3 separate regions of the Mus musculus genome follow, and regions 1 and 3 are each linked to region 2. A link is a contact called in public HiCAR-type and promoter capture Hi-C data. All regions are on one chromosome and are shown on one strand. Each heading gives the region's core, a stretch centred on a gene start, on an enhancer-like site or on the middle of the called end of the contact. The rest is flanking DNA. Distances are from core to core; before and after follow the strand shown.

Evidence for each region. Promoter capture Hi-C pulls out the DNA fragments that hold promoters and counts their contacts. HiCAR-type assays count read pairs that join an accessible place to other places.
Region 1: a HiCAR-type map of astrocytes shows a contact between it and region 2, with 2.4 times the contacts expected there. The contact joins the enhancer-like site here to the promoter of Lig4 in region 2. A contact is called at or near these places in 3 of 39 promoter capture datasets (the 3T3-L1 cell line, the C10 cell line and embryonic stem cells), 2 of 115 datasets of contacts at active chromatin or transcription factors (astrocytes and embryonic forebrain) and 1 of 9 other capture datasets (adipose tissue).
Region 3: a contact with region 2 is called in a promoter capture Hi-C map of hippocampal neurons, with 6 times the contacts expected there. The contact joins the enhancer-like site here to the promoter of Lig4 in region 2. A contact is called at or near these places in 19 of 39 promoter capture datasets (the 3T3-L1 cell line, 3T3-L1-derived adipocytes, the C10 cell line and 10 more), 10 of 484 Hi-C or Micro-C datasets (the HL-1 cell line, the N1E-115 cell line, adipose-derived mesenchymal stem cells and 7 more), 12 of 115 datasets of contacts at active chromatin or transcription factors (T-cell acute lymphoblastic leukemia, astrocytes, embryonic forebrain and 9 more) and 3 of 9 other capture datasets (adipose tissue, embryonic stem cells and liver).

The regions. Positions count from the first base shown.
Region 1 is chr8:11,349,481-11,353,050 of GRCm38.p6, reverse strand. The region is part of intron 3 of Col4a2 (collagen, type IV, alpha 2); the gene reads right to left. Among named protein-coding and RNA genes, the nearest start is that of Gm46030, 11 kb to the right of the region's middle. Within about 2 kb of position 1,465, at least 12 of the 459 cell types and tissues checked have an H3K27ac peak or open chromatin away from gene starts, as enhancers often do.
Region 2 is chr8:9,974,697-9,978,084 of GRCm38.p6, reverse strand. Lig4 (ligase IV, DNA, ATP-dependent) reads left to right here and starts at 1,774. Exons shown (of 2, transcript NM_176953.4): 1 at 1,774-2,054. Abhd13 (abhydrolase domain containing 13) reads right to left here and starts at 368. Exons shown (of 2, transcript NM_001081119.1): 1 at 66-368.
Region 3 is chr8:11,180,725-11,184,171 of GRCm38.p6, reverse strand. No RefSeq gene overlaps it. Among named protein-coding and RNA genes, the nearest start is that of Gm15418, 5.3 kb to the left of the region's middle. Within about 2 kb of position 1,796, at least 37 of the 459 cell types and tissues checked have an H3K27ac peak or open chromatin away from gene starts, as enhancers often do.

The sequences.
Region 1 (3,570 bases), core at 216-2,715, 1.4 Mb before region 2:
GTGGTGCCTATGGAGAGGTCGGTGAACAGCTCTGGGATCTGGCTCTCTCTCTCTTTGGAATCATGTGGGTTCCAGGGATCGAACTCAGGTCATCAGGTTCGGTAGCAAGTCCTTTCCCTGATGAGCCCATCTCACCAGTCCTAATGCAGAGTTTTCATTCTGGGTTAAGCCTCAAAAACGAAGTGGAAGGACTCGGGGAGACGCACAGGAGCCCGTTGTGTTCCTGTGGAGATGCCAACCGTGTTGCTATGGACCTTCTCCTGTTTTACATGACTTGCAGAGCCCAGGATCCATCCACAAGCAGCCTTGGGTATGCAGGCCGCCACCGACATCTGACTCAGCACCATCTGGCCGCAGTTCATCTTGGGGATCTGCGAGCCTTCGGGCTTTTTTTGTACAGACATTTCCTCCAGCGATCTCACCCCACTGCCCTGTAGTTGGAGCCCCATGATGATTCTCTACCTAATCTACTGTCTGATGGATTTTAAAAAAGCCCAGCATTCTCAGATCTTTTAAGAAGCAGTTCTCTCAGAGCTCTTTCTTGAGTTAATAAAACAGCAGGAGGCCCATGGTGTAAGAGTAAACATATATAAAAATACCTTAGTGCCTTTGAAATAGGAATCTATGCTTTTATCAGACCGTGTGTGTATGTGTGTGTGTGTATGTGTGTGTGTGTATGTGTGTGTATGTGTGTATGTGTGTGTATGTGTGTGTGTATGTGTGTGTGTATGTGTGTGTATGTGTGTGTGTGTATGTGTGTGTATGTGTGTGTGTATGTGTGTGTGTGTGTATGTGTGTGTGTATGTGTGTGTATGTGTGTGTGTATGTGTGTATGTGTGTGTGTGTGTGTGTGTGTGTCTTCAGCACACATTCACACTGTGGCTCATCTAGTCCAGGTTTTGAAGATAATATTTCTAGAAATAAAGTACAAGTTGAAATGTGGGTTTTGTCAAAGACTCTGGGCACTGAGGCACGAGCCTGGATGGGTCATATAACCATAACCCAGCTAGACAATTATCTTGGCAGTTGCCTCTCATTCACCAACAATTCACTCAGGAGTTATTGGGAACGTGTCGGGAAGGCTTCAATTGAGAAGGGAAAGACCTATGCTCTTATTCTCCAGCTGCCGACTCACAGGGTATTTTTAATTTTGATTTTAGAGCAACTTGCCAAGTCCCTGTATATAAATGAATAGTTGAAATGATTTTAAAGGTTTCAATTTGATCCGACAGGCTTCCTAGTCTGGAGGTTGGGGCTGTCCCTGAATTTAATTGTAGAAACTAGCAATATCAGTTGGAGCACTCTGTCTCCTGAACTGAGGGCCAAACAGCACCGGGAGGCAGCTTAGACGTCAGTCCAGTTCCTCAGTCCAGTTCCGCCATGGGCCCTTCCAGCCATCTCACCTGTCCTGCAGGGACTCTCTTATGAATTCCAGCATCTACAAGAGCCCTCAGGAAGTCAGGTGGAGTGTCTGGTCTCTAGGACAAACAGAAATATTGACACACTGGGGCAGAGCATGTGCTCCAGTCGGACTCTTAGAGACCGGACATGTCTCTGGACTGAATGACTGCATTCTCCCAGCAGGATGTGGGGCTCTGGAACATTCTCAAGATGTGAATGCCTTCCCAAGACTGTGGGTGAGGATAGAGGGGAACTGGTGTGGGCCGTGTGTCTGGAGATCTGTCCCCTGCCTCCAAAAGGAACTCTGTCAGCACACACGAGCCATCGCTCCACACTTGGAGTCTGATTCTTGATTCCACTGCTCGGCACTATCCACGGACAAATCACAATCCTAATTCCTGCCGAGTACTTAATAAAAATGGTGGTTCCTTCTCCCTTGACCATCCTGCGGAGCCTGCTCACCACCTCAGTGATGGAGACCATCCTGGACTTTATTTCTATCCTCTCAAGAGTGAGCTTCCCCTTATGAGTCCTCTCTAAGCATTTTATATTTCTCATTTTACAAAAATCACAGGTTAAAACCCGGGCCCCAGGAGTACCTGGCCATAGCAGCTAAGATGAAGTTCCTAGAATGGGGAGGCTCCCATTACCTCACCGGGTGCTGTGGGCTGCCCACATCCATTCAGCTGAGCTGGCCAGACTGCTTTTGGGATGTCATCAATTGCAGGGTAAAAAGAACTCACGGCCCAAGGTGGCATTTCACCGAAGATCCCCAAAGTTGCCATGAAAGTCTCATTCCCTGAGACACCAGCCTCACATGTCCTCCCTCGGGATTCTGGGACCAGTAAGGAGCCTGTGTCGTGGGCTTGTTGTCCTGTGAGAGGGTATCCAGTACTCTGAAAGCAAACTATCTGGATGCTGCAAGCGTGGCTGAGGCCAATCATTGGCTTTCTCTTGACAAGTTCATTCACTCCTCGCTCACTTGTGGACTTGCATTTCCCATTCACACTCTTCTCTCTCATTCACACTCACGAAGTCCCTCACTTGCACATGCCAGCCATTGTCTCACCCTCGGCTAACTGCTTACTGTGGACGATGTAGTGTGCTAGGCTCTGGCATAAAGCAGAGACATGTTAGACATAGTCCCTGCCTACATCGTGTGTGAATACGTAGAGATGACTGCTTAAGTATATAAGTCAATGCCTAGATGGACATCGCTTGAATTGTGGTACAACGTTTTGAGGAAGAGGGTATCTGGAAACTAAGCCGGGAAGGAGGTGATGGGTAAAAGCATACTTGACAGACTCACTCAGACTTGCCTAAATGCTGTCCCTATGCAGGCTGCCTTGCTGGCATCTGTCTGTGGGTCACGCTACCAAACATAGCAAGGACTAGGGATGTCAATCATCAACTCCTTCCTGGAGAAATCACACTAGCCCATCCAATCATCCGCCATATGAGATGCCGAACCCTGCCTACTAGATCAGCTCTGCAAACAAGACAGAAGACTGGCTGTGGCTATCAGCGGAGGGGAGGGGGCACTAACGTCTCCTTGCCATCAGCTTGGACAAATATGCTGTGTTGTGGAGCCCTGGTAATGTGGGAGTAAAGCCAAGTCTGGGGTAGGCATGCAGGAGTCATGGGGTGGGGAGAAATCCTGCAAATGTCCCAGGAGCAGGACTGTGTGGGCAGCTGAGAGAACAGCAGAACGCCACAGTCCTCAGAAAGTCAAGCAGCGCAGTGGCAAAGATGCTGGGTGAGGTAGAGGAGAGAGGATCTGGAGGTGGCTTCATAGGTGAAACGTGAGGAGAGACGATAGACTAGAGATAGGGATTGTCACCCAAATAGGTCATCCCTGAATGACAACTGTGCTCTCTGTAGCTCTGATACCCTAAGTGTGGAGTGCCGGTGTAGAGCCAGTCAGGAACACGGCCACAGTCTGCCTCCTCACCTCATCCCATTTCCAAGTCGCAGGCACGCAGACATTGTGAAAAGAGAATGCTGTGATTGGTTAATCAAGGAACAGGTCCACATGTGGGCGTACCACCTGAGCATGCCTGACCTCATCAACAGGTGGGTCTGTCACTGAAGCAGAAGGATCTCCTACAGGTTCAGTGGGATCCATGGCCAAGTGACCCTGAGCCTTATCCTTCCTAGGAAATGCCTCCT
Region 2 (3,388 bases), core at 525-3,024:
GCTCCCGAATCCGAGCTGCGGGGTGAGGAGGTCGGGGAGGCCGCCCGCGTCCCCGCCGCACTTACTCAGGCTCGCGGGCGGGCTGCGCAGTCGGCCGCGGGCTCGGAACCCGGCTCCGCGCTGCAGCGAGGCCCCGCGCCGCCCCCGCCGCTCCTCATCGTCTTCCTCCCGCCGAGGGGCCGCCGTCGCCACTGTCTAGCCCGGAGCTCCTGCGGCGCGGCGGGCCCAGCTGGCGCAGCCTCCACTTCCGGCTCGCGCGCGGTGTCCCTGGCAAATAACCCCGCCGGCCCCCACATAACCTGTTCTCCAGCTTCCTCCCGGGAGCGCGAAGCCAACCTGTGCACCCCTATGCGCATGCGCAGGACACTGGGCTCCGCCTTCATGCTACGGTAGCCCGTAGGGGCAAGATACATCTCGGCGTTTCCAGTCAACTGCTGCCTGAACACATTTCGGAGAACAAGGAGTTTCTCTTCTCTCCTCTTCTCCCCTCCTCTCCCAAATGTGCCTGCTCTTGGCTATGCTCTTTCACTTATCTGCACTAAACTTTCTCTTCCACCATGCCTAACTTTCAGGTAGTTATGCCCTTCCTTTTTACTTTTTTTTCCCCCCACTCTGAGGATAAAACAAATTTGGTTCTCCATTAACCATGCAGCTAAAAAGCACATTAGAGCAAGAGCTTTGAATTAACTAATAGCTTTTCTCGGCTCATAATTTGTGGTTCTTTCGTATCAGTAAAGCAGAGCCCGACCTGTGCCTGACGTCGGAGCGCAGGAGCAGTTGAATAAGACACGGATGTGTAAGAGTTGTACAAGCTGTACGAGCACCGCTGATGCTCCTGTACAGTAACGTGTGGCTTTGCAACACCACAGGGAAACTATCGTGAGACTAAGGGAAACTACAGAGAAAATAACTGGCCACACGGAGCCGTAGGATCTGGCCCCACTTTAAACTAGCCCTGGACTGTCGGCCTTGTGAAATGCAGCGTAAACACATTAGACAACCCCTGAAAGCAATTGACACTCTAGTGTCTCACCAGGACTGCAAAGTTTCACCTTCAAAGAAAGTGTTCCCCACACTTTGCCTATAATTTCTGAACTCTTATTGGTGGAGTAGGGCAGGTCATAGCCACCAATGCCAGTGGAAAGTAAGAGTTTCTGAGACGTGGAGCGTACGTTTATACTTCTATTTTGAGTATCTAGTATAGTTATTGAGTGACAGTAAGGTGTTCAATAACACTATCAGCTAGCTTTATTCCAAATCACCGAGCACCATTGAAAAGCCTTTAGTCCATGTAAGTATGTTTCTGCGCCATGAATTATTTATTACTATGTAATACATAATTATTTTTATTATTATGTATTATTTCTGCACAGTGAAAAGGCTACCAAGAACACAGAACCTGAATTAATTTTGCAAAAGTCTTTTTCTGGAGCCCTAGACTTTTTAGGTGGGAGGATTCTCTTCTGTCCTGGAAGTCTTCAGAAGCCAGTCCTGTCAGGGCAGCAACCCAGGCTCCAAGTTCCTCAAATTCGGCTCAACGATGACATCCAGCGGCGAGGGACCGAACATCCTTTGCTACAGGCAGAGACAGTGGAGGCGCGCTGCGCAGGCGCTCTGAGCCGCCGCGCCGGCCCGCCCCTGCCTCGCCTGTGCCTTTAAAAGCCGGCAGGCTCGCCTGTTCCCACTGCGCCTGCGCGGCAAGCAGCTGGCGGAAACGCCCGGCCGGCTTCTTGTGGCGGCAGCTTCCGGTCGGAGTGGGGCGGGGCAACCTCTGCTAAGCAAGTGGTGTGGCGGGTTGGAGGAGGCAGGGAGGTTCTTGGTCCTAGGGAGGCTGCGTCCTTCCCGTGCTTTGTCCCAGCGTCACCACCCGCCTTCCACGGTGCAGCCGGCTCGCTGGGGACTGATTTCAGGTGGCAGCCACCGGGTGAAGAAATCGTGTCCTGATGCTTAGTTGTATCCGCACGCTGCCCTGCCCCCTGCCACCTAGCTACCTGGGACCTGCGCGCTCCCCCAGCTCCTTCATTCGGCAGGGTTGGGGTTCACGGGCTGCTTAGGTAAGCAAAGCACTAATGCAACAGGTATGGAGGCACCTTCCAAAGCCTGTGGTCATCGACTTTACCACGAGTTAAAATGTTTGAGTGCATTTGAACTTCAGCACCTGAAGCCTGCCAACGAACTTAATTGTTTTATTGGGGATGGAAAGCATAATATCAAACCTCCGAGTGATAAAACAGCAGAAATTCAAATAGTTAACTCCTGTAGTTGGTGTTGAACAAAATGTGTGTGTTTGATAGCAATTTGAATTCTTGGTTTTCTGTGTTGATAGTTGTTTTAAGATGCTCGTGTATTCACACCATTGCCTACAATACACTATTATTATAAACGCAACTTGAATCGTTTGCTCCAGCTCGTTGAGAAAAAGTTCGAGACTATATGTATTCTCCAGATATACCTATAGAAGTGCACTTGTATTGGGACATTCAGAAAGTATTTAATACACGTCATCTTACATGCGTTGTACAGAAATTATAACTGTAGTATTATGCACCACCATGTACCCACTTGAAGGACCCAGGTGGCTGGTGCAGTCAGTTATGCAAACCAGCTTCAACAAGGGAAGCAGTTAACCAAAATTGTAGTTACAGATGTCAGAAGATACAGTCCCAGGTGGCTTATCTTGATCTGACCTGCTGATTTAGTTGTGTTTCCTCTGTGAAAAATACGACTTAGAAGTGATGTTTGTTTTGTCCTCTATAAGCTACTAATGCTGTGAATAGTTTCCAGAGCAGGCTGAACTATGTTTGATGTCTATTTAACCAGCCCAGCCCTGATCCCCTCCTCCTTTTTCCATAAAGCATTTAATAATTAGTTCCACAAACAAATTTGAGCTATATGATATTCATCACTGGGAGCACAAATTGCCACTTGATGTGAGACTTTTCTTTGTGGAGTAGGGAAGTAGAGTATGAGGAATTTCATAATCTCCACTGCCTGGCCAGATACTGTTGTCTGAAGTCACATAATAAAGCATTAGTTGTTTTTCCTGGAACATGCATTTTACTTGAAATTATTTTTAGAATACTTGTTTGACTATTATATAGTTTAAGTTGCATTAAAGTAACTGACATGCATTCCTGTAGAACATGTAGGGATATTTAAAACTTTGCAAAACTTCACACTTGTGTTAATATATGTTAGGGAACATTCTAAATCCTGTTCATTCATTTCCTTGATTTCCAAAACCTTTGGCGAAAAGGCAGTGATTACTAGGGTTGGGATTTTGATATTTGGTAAAGCACTGTGTTAGCATAGTTTGATCTCTTTGTGCCTTTTGTTCTTTACAGTGTATATGCTGTCGTCATAAAGCAGAAGCAACCCTATCATACTG
Region 3 (3,447 bases), core at 547-3,046, 1.2 Mb before region 2:
GAGGACGGTGTCCATCTACCCAGATTACCCTTGAGACAGTGAGCTCCCTCCTCAGTTCCCTGAGAGCCTCCCCCGAGAGTCTGCCTGGGACGCTGTGCCTGGAATGACTGGCTGGGTGGGAGAGAGAAGCTTGCACAACTCTGTAGTGTTGGGCACAAACTGGAGCTCTATGGAAGACACTTTGGACCAAGTGTGACAGGTGAGGCTTTGGGCTGTGGTGCCCTCTGTCAACTCTAGTAACAGCTGTGGCTTCCAGAAGAATCCAATGACCCCGCGCTTCTCCGGCTGGTCTAACTGCTCACCTCTTGACATTGCCAGCGAGCTGGTTATAAATAGAAGCTGGACACGCTGCTTGTGTCCTGTTGCTAGGTGATCCCGATGGTTCCTGTGACATCATGTCCCTGGGAAGCCAACCTTCATCGCTGTCAAAATAGCTCCATAAATAGGCCAGTGGGCAGGAGTGGTGTTCCAGTAAATTCTGCAGTCTGCCCCTGCCTTATCAGGTAGTGTTCAGGAGCTGTTGGTGACACAGTTCGAACGTTGTCAGCCAGCAACTGTCCAGCCAAGTGACTGCTTGACCTAGAAACAGGGAGTCTGGCTTGCAGCTCACCGTTTGTGGTGAAAGACACCTATGCTTTGTGTTCCCCAGTTGCTTTTCATGCTTTGCACCAAGGGAAATCTGTCTTCGTGACTGGAACGTCTGACCCTGCTAAGCCCTTCCCAGGGTGTTCACATAGCAGTGTAGGAACAAACACGGATCCTGTGTGTTTGCTTTTAGTGATTCTTCACAGATCCTCTGTCCCACCTGTATGTTCCTCCATCCTTAGCACACGGCACAGAACTGAAAGATGAATTTTATTAAGAAGCCAAAAATCAAACCATTTTAAACAACCAGGCTTTTTGTCATACTGAGTCTCATGTCCAAGGTCAGAGCCATCTTTGCCACACTTTCAAACTACAGGTACCACTTTGGCTGGCGATGCCTGCAGCTGGTGAAGCCCTGGGTCCTAGACTGAGCTCCATATAAACCTGGCATGGTGACATATGACTGTCAACCCAGAATCTAGGAGGGTGAGGCTGTAAGAGCGAGGTCAGCCTTGGCTTTATGACACCCCTATGGTGGGGTGACTCTGGCTAGCTTTTCCTCTAATCTCTCCTCTCCACAGGTAGTGGGAAAATAAAGCAAACCCCACTATGTGAAACACTGGAAATAGCAGCTATGTGTGGCCGGCCGGCCCTCTCTGGTCCCGAGTATACAGTCGCAGAGCTAAGGTGTGCCGACATTGTTGTGGCTTAGAGTCACCATTTGAACTCACATGTCTGTTCTCTCCGGGGTGAAACGGTCCACCAACCCCTGCAGGGCAGGCTCCAGGGCTGGGCTGGCTGCTCAGCTGGAACAACAGAATGCCCCGTCATTGTGTGAGTGTGGAAGGAGCTGCATGCCGTGAGTGGAGGTTTTCTGGGCATGGAGTTTAATATCTGTGTCCAGAGTACCGCCAGAATCTGGGAAAGTGCTGCCCAGGTGACTCTGTGTGCCCATGGTTCTCACATGCGGTGAGCGTCTGTGTGCAGAATGCATGCATGTACATCATGTGCCTTTAGTGATTCTTTGAACATCCTTCCACCTCCACACGTCTTACCTGTCCCATTGATAGGTTTGGGGAGACCAGCCATAGATGTGCTCAAGTCACCTGTGGTTAGAGTCCATTATTCTGCAAAACAGCAGTGTCACACAGCAGTGGTGCACAGAGGTGTGAATGTCCTGCCAAGAGACCAATGAGGTAGGATGCAGAAGTGGCCCTTTTTCCTCACGTAGTCACCCTGCTGACGTCACCTAATGTGCTGCCGTAAGAAAATGTGTGAGGGCTTCTGTTCTCTGCTTCATTGGAGGCTAGAAATTTCCATGGAATGTCACTCACGTGCCTGTGTACATTTCCCATGACCCTGGTGTGAACTGGGCTCTCCTGCAGTCAGGAGTCTGAGAACAAAGCCACTGCAGCAGGTCCCCTGAGGGGTGGGTAGAGCCTTCCTGGCTCCTTCCAACTTCTCCAGCCCTGGCCTCTCTGGGCTCGTAGAGGCTCTACTCTCTCATCTTGGCTACCACCTCCGTACTGGAGTCTCCGTGTCTCTGTCCCAACAGAATGGTTTCCCTTCTCTCTTGACAGACCTGTGGACCAAGGTTCCTCGAGTGCCACTTCAGCATGGCCTCGCCTTATTCACTTCTGAATGGAGCTTATTTCCAAACAGGCACAAGGTCTGAGTTTCGGGGCTTTGACTTATCTAATCTTTTGGGTCACTCCATTCAATCACCACAGGACACTGCTTAGCCAGAAGCTCCACCCAAGGTGTCTTTCCCATAAGATTTCTGGTCATAGTTCATGTTAGGCCAGGTTTATTTTACCAAGAGGGTTATTACAGTGTCAGTGCTTTGGTCCAAAGACACAGGCACGGTTGCTTTTACTGTTAGGAAGTGCGATTTCAAATGTCCCTGAGCTGATTTTTGTCTGGCAGGAAATGCACCTGACTGGTGGTGTGTTTCTTTGTTGATGGTTTCTTTTCTGGAGGAAGGTGGTTAGAAAACCACAGTGGGCTTTGAGACATCTTGGGGTTGAGCACGACATAAGCCTAGGTTATAATTAGACTATCCTCTGCCATAGATTTCCTAAAAATGGCCTCCCAGCTCCTTAGAATGCGCAGCCTCTTAAATAATGGTCCTATTTGTTATTCATAATGGGACAGCCCGGCAATTGCCTTTTATTTAAGCGAAAGGTCAAGAGGTTTTGATTTAAACAGGGGTTGAATCAAAGGTGGCACATCTATATGAAAGATGGAAGGCAGGCATGTGGGCCCTGACTGCACGCTGTGACTGCTGCATTGTCTGTGGAAACTGAGGGGGGGGGGGGACAGTCCAGCCCACACTTTACATGCATGTTCATTGTTGCAGAAAGTCAGTCTATGTCTTGGCAAGTTCATTTCCTTACAAGAGGCCGTGTCTTCCGGCAAGAATGGGTCAGGTGTCAGGGGAGAGAGGGCTCCCATCCTAATGTCTGCTGGTAGGGAGAACAGAACACTGGAAGCCATGGTACTTTGCAGCTGAGACACACTGGTCTGATTATCTAGAAGGAATTGGTGGCTATTCATCCTCTGAAAGGCAGCCATTTAGCCTTCTTGTTGTAACGACCTTGAGGAGTCGCCATCTCACAGAATGGCCCCTTCTCACAGTGTAGGGGATTGCATGCTCACACCACTCTCCGTGGGAGCTGGACCGGATTCCACTGCACTTAGCTTCAGTAAGCAGCTTGGATTTCTTCTGACTGTACTTCGTAAGGCTATGAGTGACTCGGACCTCCATGTTGGTAAGGGAAGGGAGGTCTCACTCAGGTCTAGCTGTCAGGTGCCTGCTGCATCTCACCTCATTTAATTCCTACAAGCATGAAAAGTGACCAT